Linked DNA regions of Mus musculus: regions 2, 3 and 4 are each linked to region 1. A link is a contact called in public Hi-C and promoter capture Hi-C data. All regions are on one chromosome and are shown on one strand. Each heading gives the region's core, a stretch centred on a gene start, on an enhancer-like site or on the middle of the called end of the contact. The rest is flanking DNA. Distances are from core to core; before and after follow the strand shown. Region 1 holds the start of Tut4 (terminal uridylyl transferase 4). Region 2 holds the start of Osbpl9 (oxysterol binding protein-like 9). Region 3 holds the start of Nrd1 (nardilysin, N-arginine dibasic convertase, NRD convertase 1). Region 4 holds the start of Cpt2 (carnitine palmitoyltransferase 2).

Region 1 (2,637 bases), core at 56-2,555:
CACACAAACCTACCTCTGCTCCCTCCCGACAAGGACAAGCCCGGGGGATGGCGGGGAGGACACGCTGTGTGTGTGTGTGTTTACAAGTGTATATATACATACACATACACAGGGTGAAAGAAAGGCACACAATACAGACAAACACGCACTGGATCTAAGCGAAGGCTAGACCAATCCCGTTAACTCAGATACTCCTACCCCGTCTACAACAGGTTTCGGTGGCCGGACGGGCGCCCCAGCTTTCCCTAAGGTCGGCCCCCCAAAGCCCTCCTCAGGCCGCCCAGGCCGCCTTCTCGACTTCCCTCCTTCCCTCGGCTTTCCCCTGGGACACCAGAAGCCAGTTCCAGCCCAGGAGGAAGTGCCAGGCCCCGAGGGGGCGGCGGAGACGCGCTCCGGCGGCGCGGACACCTGCGAGGCGCCGCACCTGAAGGGGACAAGCTGGGGGCCCCCGGGCTCAGCGGCCGAGCACACCCCCTCGGCAGCCCGCGCAGCGCGGCGGCCCGCAGCCCCGTACCTGAGAAGCCCGCGAGCTACAGGCGCGCGCGACGCCTCCTCATCTCAGAGGCTCCGGCTCCCCCTCCGCCTCCCGCCGCCGCTGCCGCCCCCGTCGCCGTCGCCGCCGCCGCCGTCGCCGCCGCCGATGGAGGCCAGGACACGACGAGCTCAGGACTCCACCGCCATGTCCGCCGCGCCGCGAACTGCATTGTGGGGGGGAAGGGACGGGGAGGGGGAGGAGGAGGGAGCGAGAGAAAGAGGAGGACCCGCTGAGGGGAGGGGGCTGAGGGAGAGTGGCGCCCGGCCGAGGGGGGAGGGGAGTCGGAGGCTCTCCCCAGCCTGGGATCCCGATTGGGATGGGAGGAGATAGCCTCGGAGGCGGGGAGCAGAGCCTCCCAGAGCTGGGTTCAGGGGCTCCCTCTTCTTTAATTCTGGGGATCCCCCCCAAGCACCCGTCAAACCTCGGCGGAGGAGGGGGTAGACCGGGGGGCGTGGGGGGAGGGGCTTCGTTCCGGGGCTCGTGGCGGTCGCCCGGAAACAATGAGGAGGGGATGGAGGTGGGAGGACGGCGCGCACACACCCGCGCTGAGGAGGGAGAGCGGGCGAGCGCGCGCGGGCTCCGATCGGCGCCCGAGCTGGGGGCGGGCGGGCCCCCGAGGGAGAGAGGAAGGGAGGGAGGGAGGGAAAGGGTCGGAGCTACCCGCGGCTCGCTGGCTGGAGCGGGCCTGCAGGGAGAGAGAAAGAGAGAGAGAGGGTCCTGCGGTCCAGCACGCCGACGCCGGGAAGCGGCGCGAGGACGCCGGCGAGCTTAGGGTCGCGTGCACCGTCGCGCTTCTCACGTCAGGCTCCCTGGCTGCGGGCGCCTTGCCTGAGGCCCCCGGGCGGGAAAGGGGGCAGGTTGCCTAGCTGTGCCCCAGGGAGAGGCCGTAGATGTGCAGGCTCGGGCTTGTCACTGTCCGACAGCCCACGCATTTCTTGAATCCTCCGCGACCATTCCTGACTTCTGAGCACTGTCGAGCAGCTAGCAGGAGGGAGCCCCCCACCCCTTCACCCTTGCATCCAGTCCAGTTTTGCATCACCTCAGGACTAACAAAGCAGAGAAATCTTGAGAAATAGTTCGAAAACCATTTCTTTAGTTTCAGGTGGGCATAGAAACAACTACCAAGAACGGCTTCCCTCCTTCCTCCTTTTTTTTTTTTAAATGTGTTAGCTTCCTCTCATTTAAATTTACACTCATGGAAGACTAGAAGGCTTTGTTAGTTTATTTTAATGACACCCCCCCCCCCCGCCCTCAAGCCTCGAGATTATTATTTGACCAGTCTCCTACTTCACTCAGAGCTGGTCAAATCACACAACTGCAGTCCTTGAGGTGGATATTTACTAGGCAGAAAAAGTGTATGGCACTAAACGTGGGGTTTTATAAAGGGAAGCAGCTGAATCTTAAATATTTACAAGGTAATGACAAATTTTCTTGTGACTCACAGACCAGAGCTGCTAAGAGGCTACAGAGAGGCAATTGTCTCTGCAGAGTTCATCGACTTCCTGCTACATCCCAGAACTAAACACCTCTCACATGATATGTCCGTCAGAATCCCCAAAGCTGAACAAGCTTAGTGAGAAGGGACCAAGCATTGCCAACTTACTTCTAGGCATCGAGCTGAGGAGGCTTCATACACTTAACCACCTAATCTTCATAATGATCTTGTGACAATAGATACTATGGCTTCCATTTGCAGAGGAGAAAATATGCTCTGACAATCCCCTTCCCCCTGTCTCTGACTCCAGCAGACCCAGGAGCTGTGGATAGAGGGTAGCCAGTCAACCCTTCCAGCTTGGGGCGATTATCAAACTAATAAAAAATCCAGAGTTGCCTCATCTGAAACATTTTTAAATGTGTCCAAACTTCAGAGAGATAAGGTAAAGAACAGAAGAGGAAATGAAAGTGAAAACCGAATGTTAGGTGTGGTAGATTACAGCTGTAATATCAGCATTCTGGAAGCTGGGGCAGGATGATCACCAGGTCAAAGCCAGACTCTGTAGCCCAGGCTGGCCTCGAACTCAGAAAGCCGCCTGTCTTTGCCTTGATCTCTTTAAAAATAAAAAATAGACTTATAGCTTCCACAATAACATGTTCATTTTTTT
Region 2 (2,637 bases), core at 39-2,538, 740 kb before region 1:
TTACTCTAAAGATCCCTGACTAATATAGCAGGGGTAGAATGTTCTCCTGGCATGCACAAAGCCCTAGATTTTTCTCTACAGTAAAACAACAAAACAAAACAAGAAGTATATGAGTTCTTTTTGCCTGCATGCATATCTGTGTACTACATACATGTCTGGGGCCAGGGAGGCCAAAAGAGGATCACTGGGTTCTTCTTCCCCTTCTTTTTCTAGATTTATTTATTTATTTTATGTATGTGAGTACACAGTTGGTCTTCAGACACACCAGAAGAGGGAATCAGATCTCATTACAAATGGTTGTGAGCCACCCTGTGGTTGCTGGGAATTGAACTCAGGACCTCTGCAAGAGCAGTCAGTGCTTACCCGATGATGAGCCATCTCTCCAGCTTTCCCAATCACTAGGTTCTTAAATATAGAATTCTTTGGCCAGGTGTGGTGGCTCTCACCTTTAACCCAAGCCCAGAAGCAGACAGATCTCTGTGAGTTAGAGGACAGCCTGGTCTACCTATATATAGCAAATACCAGAACAGCCAAGGCTGCAAAAGAGACTCTGTCTCCAAAAAAAAAAAAAAAAAAAAAAAAAAACAAAAAACCCAACAAAACTTATGTTACAATTTAAAAAAAAGTTTTATGTAGCACCCACTACTCTCAAACTCATTATGTAGTCAAGGATTATCTTGAACTTACAAAAAAAAAATTTAGTTTTAGTTATATGTACTTTAGTGAGTATGTCTGAGTGGGGTGGGAATATTTGCTCCTAAGTGCTGGTACCCTCAGTTCTGATGGCCTGGAGTTACAGGCAGTTGTGTGCTCCCCTACCCTCCAGATCCTCTTGAAGATGTTTTTCTCTTATTCTCTCTGTCTGTCTGTCTCTCCCTCCCTCCCTTACACCCACCTCTAAACCCCCCTCCCCTCCGTCTCTCTGTCCCCCCACTCCCCTTTTCTCCTTCTCTCCTTTTTTTCTTTTCTTTTTTTTGTCAGTCTTACTTAGCTGAGTCTGGCTTTGAACTACCGATCCTCTGGTCTCCCAAGTGCTGGGATTACAGGTATCCACCTTCACGCCTGTTTTGGATAAATAATCTAAATATTCACGCTCGCTTTCTCAGTTTTCTGCCTCCATAACAGCCCGCCCTATACACAATAGGCGAAGAGAGAAAGAAACAAAGCATGCTTGACTAGGATTGCCAGGGGCGTGGGTCCACCAGCTGCACAGAGGAGCCGCACCTGGCCCCGCCCACTCACGCCCTGGTCCCGCCTAGGCTCTCGGAGACCCCGCCCCCTGCATGCCGAATGCCATATAGGCGACTGACGTCAGGCCGTTTGTTGTCATTGGCGGCTCCCAAGATGGCGTCCATCGTGGAAGGGCCGCTGAGCAAATGGACTAACGTGATGAAGGGATGGCAGTATCGTTGGTTCGTGCTGGACTACAATGCAGGGCTGCTCTCCTACTACACGGTGAGTGGCTGAGGCCGCGCTGCTGGGACGGCGAGCTACGCGGAGCCGGGGCGGGGGTGCTCCGCTGAGAGACCGCCGTACGCGAGGTTCCCTTGTGGAGGAGGGCTTTGCGTGCGGGTAGCCAATGACCAGAAGGGAGATGCGGACCCAGCCAGTGAGCAGCGCCGGCCGGCTGATTTATGGGCCGGGGGCGAGCCGGGTGTCTCAGGGAGTGGTTCTGTGACTAGGTAGGGTCTGCGCTGAGACGAGGTACGGGTGGGCGTAGTCCCGGTGTGGCAGGTCAGCCTAGCTGTCCACACTGTGCGTCTCTCCTGTCCCCAGCCCGGGCACTGGCCGCACCCCTTAGCTTCCCTCCAGGGCTCGAAGAGCGCTGCCTTCTCGGAGCAGTGGTCAGAGGAACCTGGCCAGGTCCAAAGGTGACCCGCGTCCACACCGTGGGCTCTGAAATCCCATCAGTCTGTCCAGCAAGGCTGTCCTACTGTGGGGATGCACCCCTCTTTCCAGCGGGGCACGAGTGTAACGGACTCCGTAACTTTTGAGAGCAGAGGATTCCCTCTGCGCGAGTCTTCTGGTTGCGGAGATGTAGAAAGAGATGGTGCAGTTGCCCTGAAAGTTGTGTTCTGGAGAGGACCGACTTCGCTGTTGTTGACGCGAGTTAGTGGCCCAGGGTAGGTAGATGAAATGCTGTGGAGCCTATGTTCTGACCGCCTCTTCCACCTCCTTCGCATTAGAAATGGAAGGTGGGCGGTGTTGGAGAAATTACTAACGGGGCCACTTTCTTTGAGCTGTATTGTTAATAATAGCCCGTGAGAAGAAGAAAAGCACCCAGAAGGACAAAATATAGAATGTCTTGAAGGCTTTAGAAAATGATAGAAGAAAAACGAAGAAATACGATTATGGGAGAAGAGTTAGTGTGGATGAGGGAAGTAGGGACACATAGTTATTCATTCATTTAAAAATATCATTGAGTTCCTGTCCTGCGGGTCTTCATTCCAGCAAGAATCGACAGCTGTGTAGACGCTGCCTCTCTTCTCGAGCTTTTAGTGTAGTCTAGTGGGCACCTTAATTCATTTACTCTTAATAAATTTGCAAGGTAGGTATTCATTATTCCCATTTAATGCTCCCATTTTACAGTTTTGGAATCTGAGACTCCAGGCTTTTAAGTAATTAGCTCAAGATCAC
Region 3 (2,637 bases), core at 66-2,565, 540 kb before region 1:
TTCAAATACAAGATATTTTATGAAACAAAGTAACTCTTAAGTTTATTCAGGTGGGGGATTGAGTCACCATTCATTCATTCATTACACATGATTGAAACATTGTATAAAATGGGATCTTACACGCCTACCATTCATACAACTGAGGCCCAAGATATCTCTAATACGTTTTGGAAGAAGTCATCTAGCTAAGCCATTCTAGTTGTGGCTAGCTACCCATGGTTACAAGCCACTCCATCTCAGGCTAGCTAAGAGAGGTAAACAGGAGTGATAATTACGAAAAGGGTGATGTAAAGTTCTTTTATTAAAACCACAGCATCCTTTTCGTAATTTTCACTCTGTTTTACCTCTCTTTACTCATACACCTTTGGATTGAGACTGAACAAAAATAACACACACACACACACACACACACACACACACACACACACATCTCAAATATCCTCTCCGCCAAAATTCAGAATCACTAACTGTCAAGCTTTCCTTACCAACCCTCCTCCCCTTTACCATCCATCCTGTCTTCCTCATGGAAACCTTAATTCTTGCTTTAATATAAGTCAAAAATAGCCGGGCAGTGGCGGCGGATACCTTTAATCCCAGCATTTGAGAGGCAGAGGCAAGCAGATCTCTGAGTTAAAGGCCAGCCTCGTCTACTCCAAATTGCCCTGGCCGCCTCACCCAAACACACATTTGGGATGGGAAGTAGTAACACCCTGTTGCTTCTCCGGGAGACATGGAGACCAGAAGTCACTACAGCACCAACCGAAGCCCGCACCCTGTTCTCCCCAGTCCGAGCCTCCTCCCTCACCGGTACTGCTTGGGATCGCTGGGAGACTTGATGATCTCAGGGTCCCCGACATTACTGAAAGACCGTCCCTCCTCCTCAGATTCATCCGCTCCTAGACGAGCAAGCCGGCCGCTCTCGCCCAAGTCCTGTCCATTGGGCTGCAGGTCCGGGCAACTGCAGGTGGACTTCGCCTTGTTTCTTCCAGGCATGGTCAGCGTAGGAAAGGGTTTCGATGATTCTTCGCACAGACCCCGTGCTTCGATTCGCCCCAGAGCCGTGAGCTCCCGCCCGGCCTCACACCGCAACTTCCTCCCGGTGACACAGACTGCAGCAACCGCGACTCTCCTCAGCATTCACCAGCAAGTCGTAGCGCTGGACATCCCGCTCCCCAGGCCCACCTCCTCCTCCTACACCTCCAGCCACTCCTCCTCCTCCGCGTCCCAGGGGCGACGGCGGCGGCCGGCGTTGTTGCTGCCCCAGCCGCTGGGGAGGACAGGCCTGAACCCCTCCTCCAACCCGGCCTCGCTCACACCGACTTTCTTCATCCCACCCTCCTGACAGCCGATGACGCTATGGACTCTAGCCAATCACAACGCACAACGGCCGTCACGTTTGCAGAAACAGCCAATGGGAGTAGGGGAAGCGAGAGACCAATAGAAATAGGCCGGGTTCCTGGCGCACCCAGAGAGCATTTCGAAACCTGACGTGGGCGGGGCGAAGGAAAAGAGGCGGAGGATGATGGGAGAAGTCTTGCTGCGATTGTGACGTGCGTCCGTAGCTGTTTTTAGGAAAACCGCGTAGCGCTCCGTGTCTGAGAAAATATTCCCCAGCGAGAAAACACAGAAGTGAGTCGCGATAGTGGATGCTGATCTTCTTCACCCACTTGCGGTGTATTTTTTGCACTCTATTCTTAGAGTGACTCAGCGGGTCTCTTTTTTAAAAGAGCAGAGCACCGGAAGTCTTTTCCCACCCTATCCCGAGATGGATGCAGTGCTTGTGGGTCACTAAGCACCGGAAATAACAATTGCATCTTTCCATCCTGTAGGCTGCCAAACCATTGGTGCTTTTCACGCTCCAGATCTGTTTCAATATGCTCACTCTTGTATGCGAATTGTTTATTTTTTTAAGCTTCCACACCCTGGAGTAGTCCTCAGCCTACCTTTAAGTTTGGCCAACTTTTACTGAAAAGCAAGAACATGTTAGGCTACTAACCTCAAGTAACTTTCCCAAGCTTTTTGTTTTTGTTTTTGCCAATGCTTTTGCAGCGACTGGAACAGACACAATATAAAATAAAAAGCAGTTGACCAGATAACAATAAAAAGCTGATAGACACCATTGAATGAGATCATACCACATGGAAGAGATAAACGAAATGAATATGAGTAAACAACAACAACAACAAAAAGACTTTAAGCCGATAGATACATTAGTGGTTGTCTTTCCTGCCTCTGAACCTTTGTGTGGCTGAAGATAAAGCCATACACAAAACAAATCGTTGCCGGTGTGGTAGTCCACACCTTGAATCTCAAGCACTCAGGGAGACAGAGGCAGGTGAATCTCTTTAAGTTCAGGGCCAGCCTGGTTTACAAAGCAGTTCCAAGCCAGCCATGTCTACCTACTAAGACCGTCTCAAAAACAACAAAAAATCCTTGGCTTGAAGTTTAGTTTCTTATGGGAAGAAACTGACCATAAATAATACATTAAAAAAAAAAAACAATAAATGCTAAGACTACAAAACAGGGTAGGAAGACAAAGTATTGAAGAGGATACATGAACTGGGGCAGAAGTATTTGAAAGCATTAAGATTCCGGGCAGTGGTAACGCATGCCTTTAATCCCAGCACTTGGGAGGCA
Region 4 (2,637 bases), core at 98-2,597, 540 kb after region 1:
AAGAAAAGTTCTTCAGTATGGAGCTGGTAAGTGAGTTTCCTGTTTAACTGCTGGTCATCTAAATAAGGACAGAGCCCGAGAAACAAACTCAGGTCCCCTGAACTCCAAATCCAGTGCCCTTTGGGATGTGTTCCAGCTCATGGCTCTGCCTACCTACTTATGGAACAGACAAAATGTACTTGGCTGCTTCAGATCTACAGGGTCCTGACAGACAGCTGGAGCTAAAGGAAGGTTGTGTTTCCAGAATGGAATTCTGTTGTGCTTCAAGTGAGAATAATTCACTATGTAAAATAAGTGGTAGCAGAACCTATTACTTCTTTAGCTACAGATGAGGCAGAGACCAGAGGGGTATGGTATATGTTGCTTGCCTGTGGTGGTTTAGCGATGGATGGGGATGTTCACGTTCAAGAATCTTTGAATTCCTGAAAAGTTTGGGACTTCAGGACCCATGTGTGCTGACAGGTAGCCTCCTACGGTGGACTGAGGCTAAAAGACACCCAGAACTAGAGGACAAGGGTTTCCTCTTGGTAGGGAACCTGTTTTGTTTTTTTCCTTTGAAATATTCAATCTGAAAAAGGATGCTCATTTCTGGTTCCTGTACATTCTTTTTCCTTCCTTCCTCTTGTTTTGATTAAGACACAGTCCCGTGTAGCCCAGGATGGCTTCCAACTCGCTATGTAGCTGAATATAGGCTAGAATTCTTGACACTCTGCCTCTGCCTCTCCTTCAGATTACAGGCATGCACCCCCAATTTCCAGTTATACATTTTTAATAATATTTTTATTAGATATTTTCTTTACATTTCAAATGCTATCCCGAAAGTTCCCTATCCCCCCCCCACCCCACCCCACCCCCACCCCCCCCCGCCCCGCGAAGCCACACACTTCAAAGACTTCAGGCTTGGGGAATGCTACACGGACCTAGTATGAGTAAAGTATTCTGCCTAACAAATTATATTGGTGAAATAAGTATGACTATTGTTCAGTAAATCTAGAACTGTGGAGGCGTTTGTTGATCTTGTTCTCTACTTAGAAGACAAAGGTTTGAAATGTTCTTGGTCTCTAGAGACCAAGCCTTGACAAGGATAGGTCTGCCAAATGCCAAGTTTCAGCGTTTCTTTTTTCTCTACTTTTGATTTCTATCCAGTTCTGTGAAAGGAAAAGAGGTTAGCTTCAGAGTTACATGCCTGCCACCTTCGGGCAAGAAGCTGGGCTTACTATAGTTTAGAGACCGCTTCCGGCCCAGGTGGGCGTGGCCGCCTCTTGGGCGTGGCCACGATGTGGGCGGGCTCTGGGAGAGGCCAAGTGTGGGCGGGGCCACCGCCTATCGGTGCCCGGAAGTGCCCCTGTGGGCGGAGTTGAACTGGACGTTAAGTCTCTACGGGTGTCCCGGGCCTGAGGGCAGCGGCCTGCTTGCTCGGGAACTCCCTCAGCCACCGCGTCCTCAAGCCGCCATTGCCGCCCGGGACGATGATGCCGCGCCTGCTGTTGCGTGACTGGCCCCGGTGCCCCTCGCTTGTCCTGGGAGCCCCTAGTCGGCCCTTAAGTGCTGTCTCGGGGCCCGCCGAGTATCTGCAGCACAGCATCGTACCCACCATGCACTACCAGGACAGCCTGCCCAGGTGAGCCCAGCCTCCTGGCCCCGGCCCAGACCCGACTCCTGGTGCTTAGGACTTGCCCTGAACCTCCGGCCCTGGAGGCAGTCACATTCCCCAGCTTGGAAAGCCTGAGACTTTGAAAATTCCCTGGCTCAGAAGATTCAGAAACTTTAAAGTCTCCTCCGCAACCCTCCCGTCTACAAGTTCATCTTGAATCCTACAAACTCCTGCCCGCTCCATTAATCTTTCAGACAGCTATCCTGAGCCCTACACACTTAATGCCTGAAAATCACCCGAATCCTTTCTACTAGGGTGGTCAATTCCTTGTTTTGTTTTGAGGGTTTGTGTGCCCTAGAACTAGCTCTGTAGACCAGGATGGCCTATTAGAGATCCTCTTGCTTCTGCCTGTAGAGTGCTGAGATTAAAGATATAGGGCACCCCCATTGAGGGAGGATAGCCAGTTCCTAACATGGGTCTCCCTCGGGTCAGTGTCCCCTATTCACCTTTACCTGTTGCTGAGAACACCCAGCCCACTCCTCTTCCAGTACCTGTTCTGGTAGTGTCCCATCGTTGCTGCAAGCACATCTTTATCCTCATTTTAGCATTCTCCATCTTCTGCTCCATCTTCTAAGGTCAGCCTTAACCTAGAACTTTTTCATACCCACCAAACCTTCCTCAGCACTCTTTCGGGTGGTCCCCAACACCTCACCCACACTACCTGACCTATTCAAACAGCCCTAATAAGTGTTCCTCCATGTCCGTCACCCCCTGTCCCCAATACCCAGTACTTCCTTAAATCTGGAGTCTAGTTTTCTCGTTGATCTCTCAGCTTTGTTCTAGGTTGCCAGAATAGAAATTACCTTCACTCTAAGCCAAACCTAAATTGTCTTTGCATTCATTGTTTATTTCCCAAACCAAGCTCCAAACCTGTTTCAAATCCCCCTCACTGTCCTGGCCCAGCTGCCAGTGATCCTTCCTGCTCCATCCGGGAAAAGACACACATTGTACCATGGTATTGTTCCCTGCTGTGGGGTTTGTTT

The links. Promoter capture Hi-C pulls out the DNA fragments that hold promoters and counts their contacts. Hi-C and Micro-C count contacts between places; a contact is called where the count stands out from the background.
Region 2: a Hi-C map of pre-B cells shows a contact between it and region 1, with 3 times the contacts expected there. The contact joins the promoter of Osbpl9 here to the promoter of Tut4 in region 1. A contact is called at or near these places in 1 of 39 promoter capture datasets (pre-B cells) and 1 of 484 Hi-C or Micro-C datasets (pre-B cells).
Region 3: a contact with region 1 is called in a Hi-C map of pre-B cells, with 4 times the contacts expected there. The contact joins the promoter of Nrd1 here to the promoter of Tut4 in region 1. A contact is called at or near these places in 1 of 39 promoter capture datasets (pre-B cells), 1 of 484 Hi-C or Micro-C datasets (pre-B cells) and 1 of 115 datasets of contacts at active chromatin or transcription factors (thymic regulatory T cells).
Region 4: a promoter capture Hi-C map of embryonic stem cells shows a contact between it and region 1, with 2.3 times the contacts expected there. The contact joins the promoter of Cpt2 here to the promoter of Tut4 in region 1. A contact is called at or near these places in 5 of 39 promoter capture datasets (cranial neural crest, embryonic stem cells, hippocampal neurons and 2 more), 1 of 484 Hi-C or Micro-C datasets (regulatory T cells), 12 of 115 datasets of contacts at active chromatin or transcription factors (the 230-238 cell line, astrocytes, cardiomyocytes and 7 more) and 2 of 9 other capture datasets (adipose tissue and liver).

What each region holds. Positions count from the first base shown.
Region 1 is chr4:108,458,078-108,460,714 of GRCm38.p6, reverse strand. It overlaps Tut4 (terminal uridylyl transferase 4), which reads right to left and starts at 1,305. Exons shown (of 31, transcript NM_175472.4): 1 at 1,076-1,305; 2 at 515-698.
Region 2 is chr4:109,200,923-109,203,559 of GRCm38.p6, reverse strand. Osbpl9 (oxysterol binding protein-like 9) reads left to right here and starts at 1,288. Exons shown (of 24, transcript NM_001368727.1): 1 at 1,288-1,455. The coding sequence starts at 1,345. It overlaps Gm46867 (a long non-coding RNA gene), which reads right to left and starts at 1,367. Exons shown (of 3, transcript XR_001784406.1): 1 at 1,311-1,367.
Region 3 is chr4:108,999,333-109,001,969 of GRCm38.p6, reverse strand. Nrd1 (nardilysin, N-arginine dibasic convertase, NRD convertase 1) reads right to left here and starts at 1,315. Exons shown (of 31, transcript NM_146150.3): 1 at 806-1,315. The coding sequence starts at 1,137.
Region 4 is chr4:107,922,299-107,924,935 of GRCm38.p6, reverse strand. It overlaps Cpt2 (carnitine palmitoyltransferase 2), which reads left to right and starts at 1,347. Exons shown (of 5, transcript NM_009949.2): 1 at 1,347-1,621. The coding sequence starts at 1,470.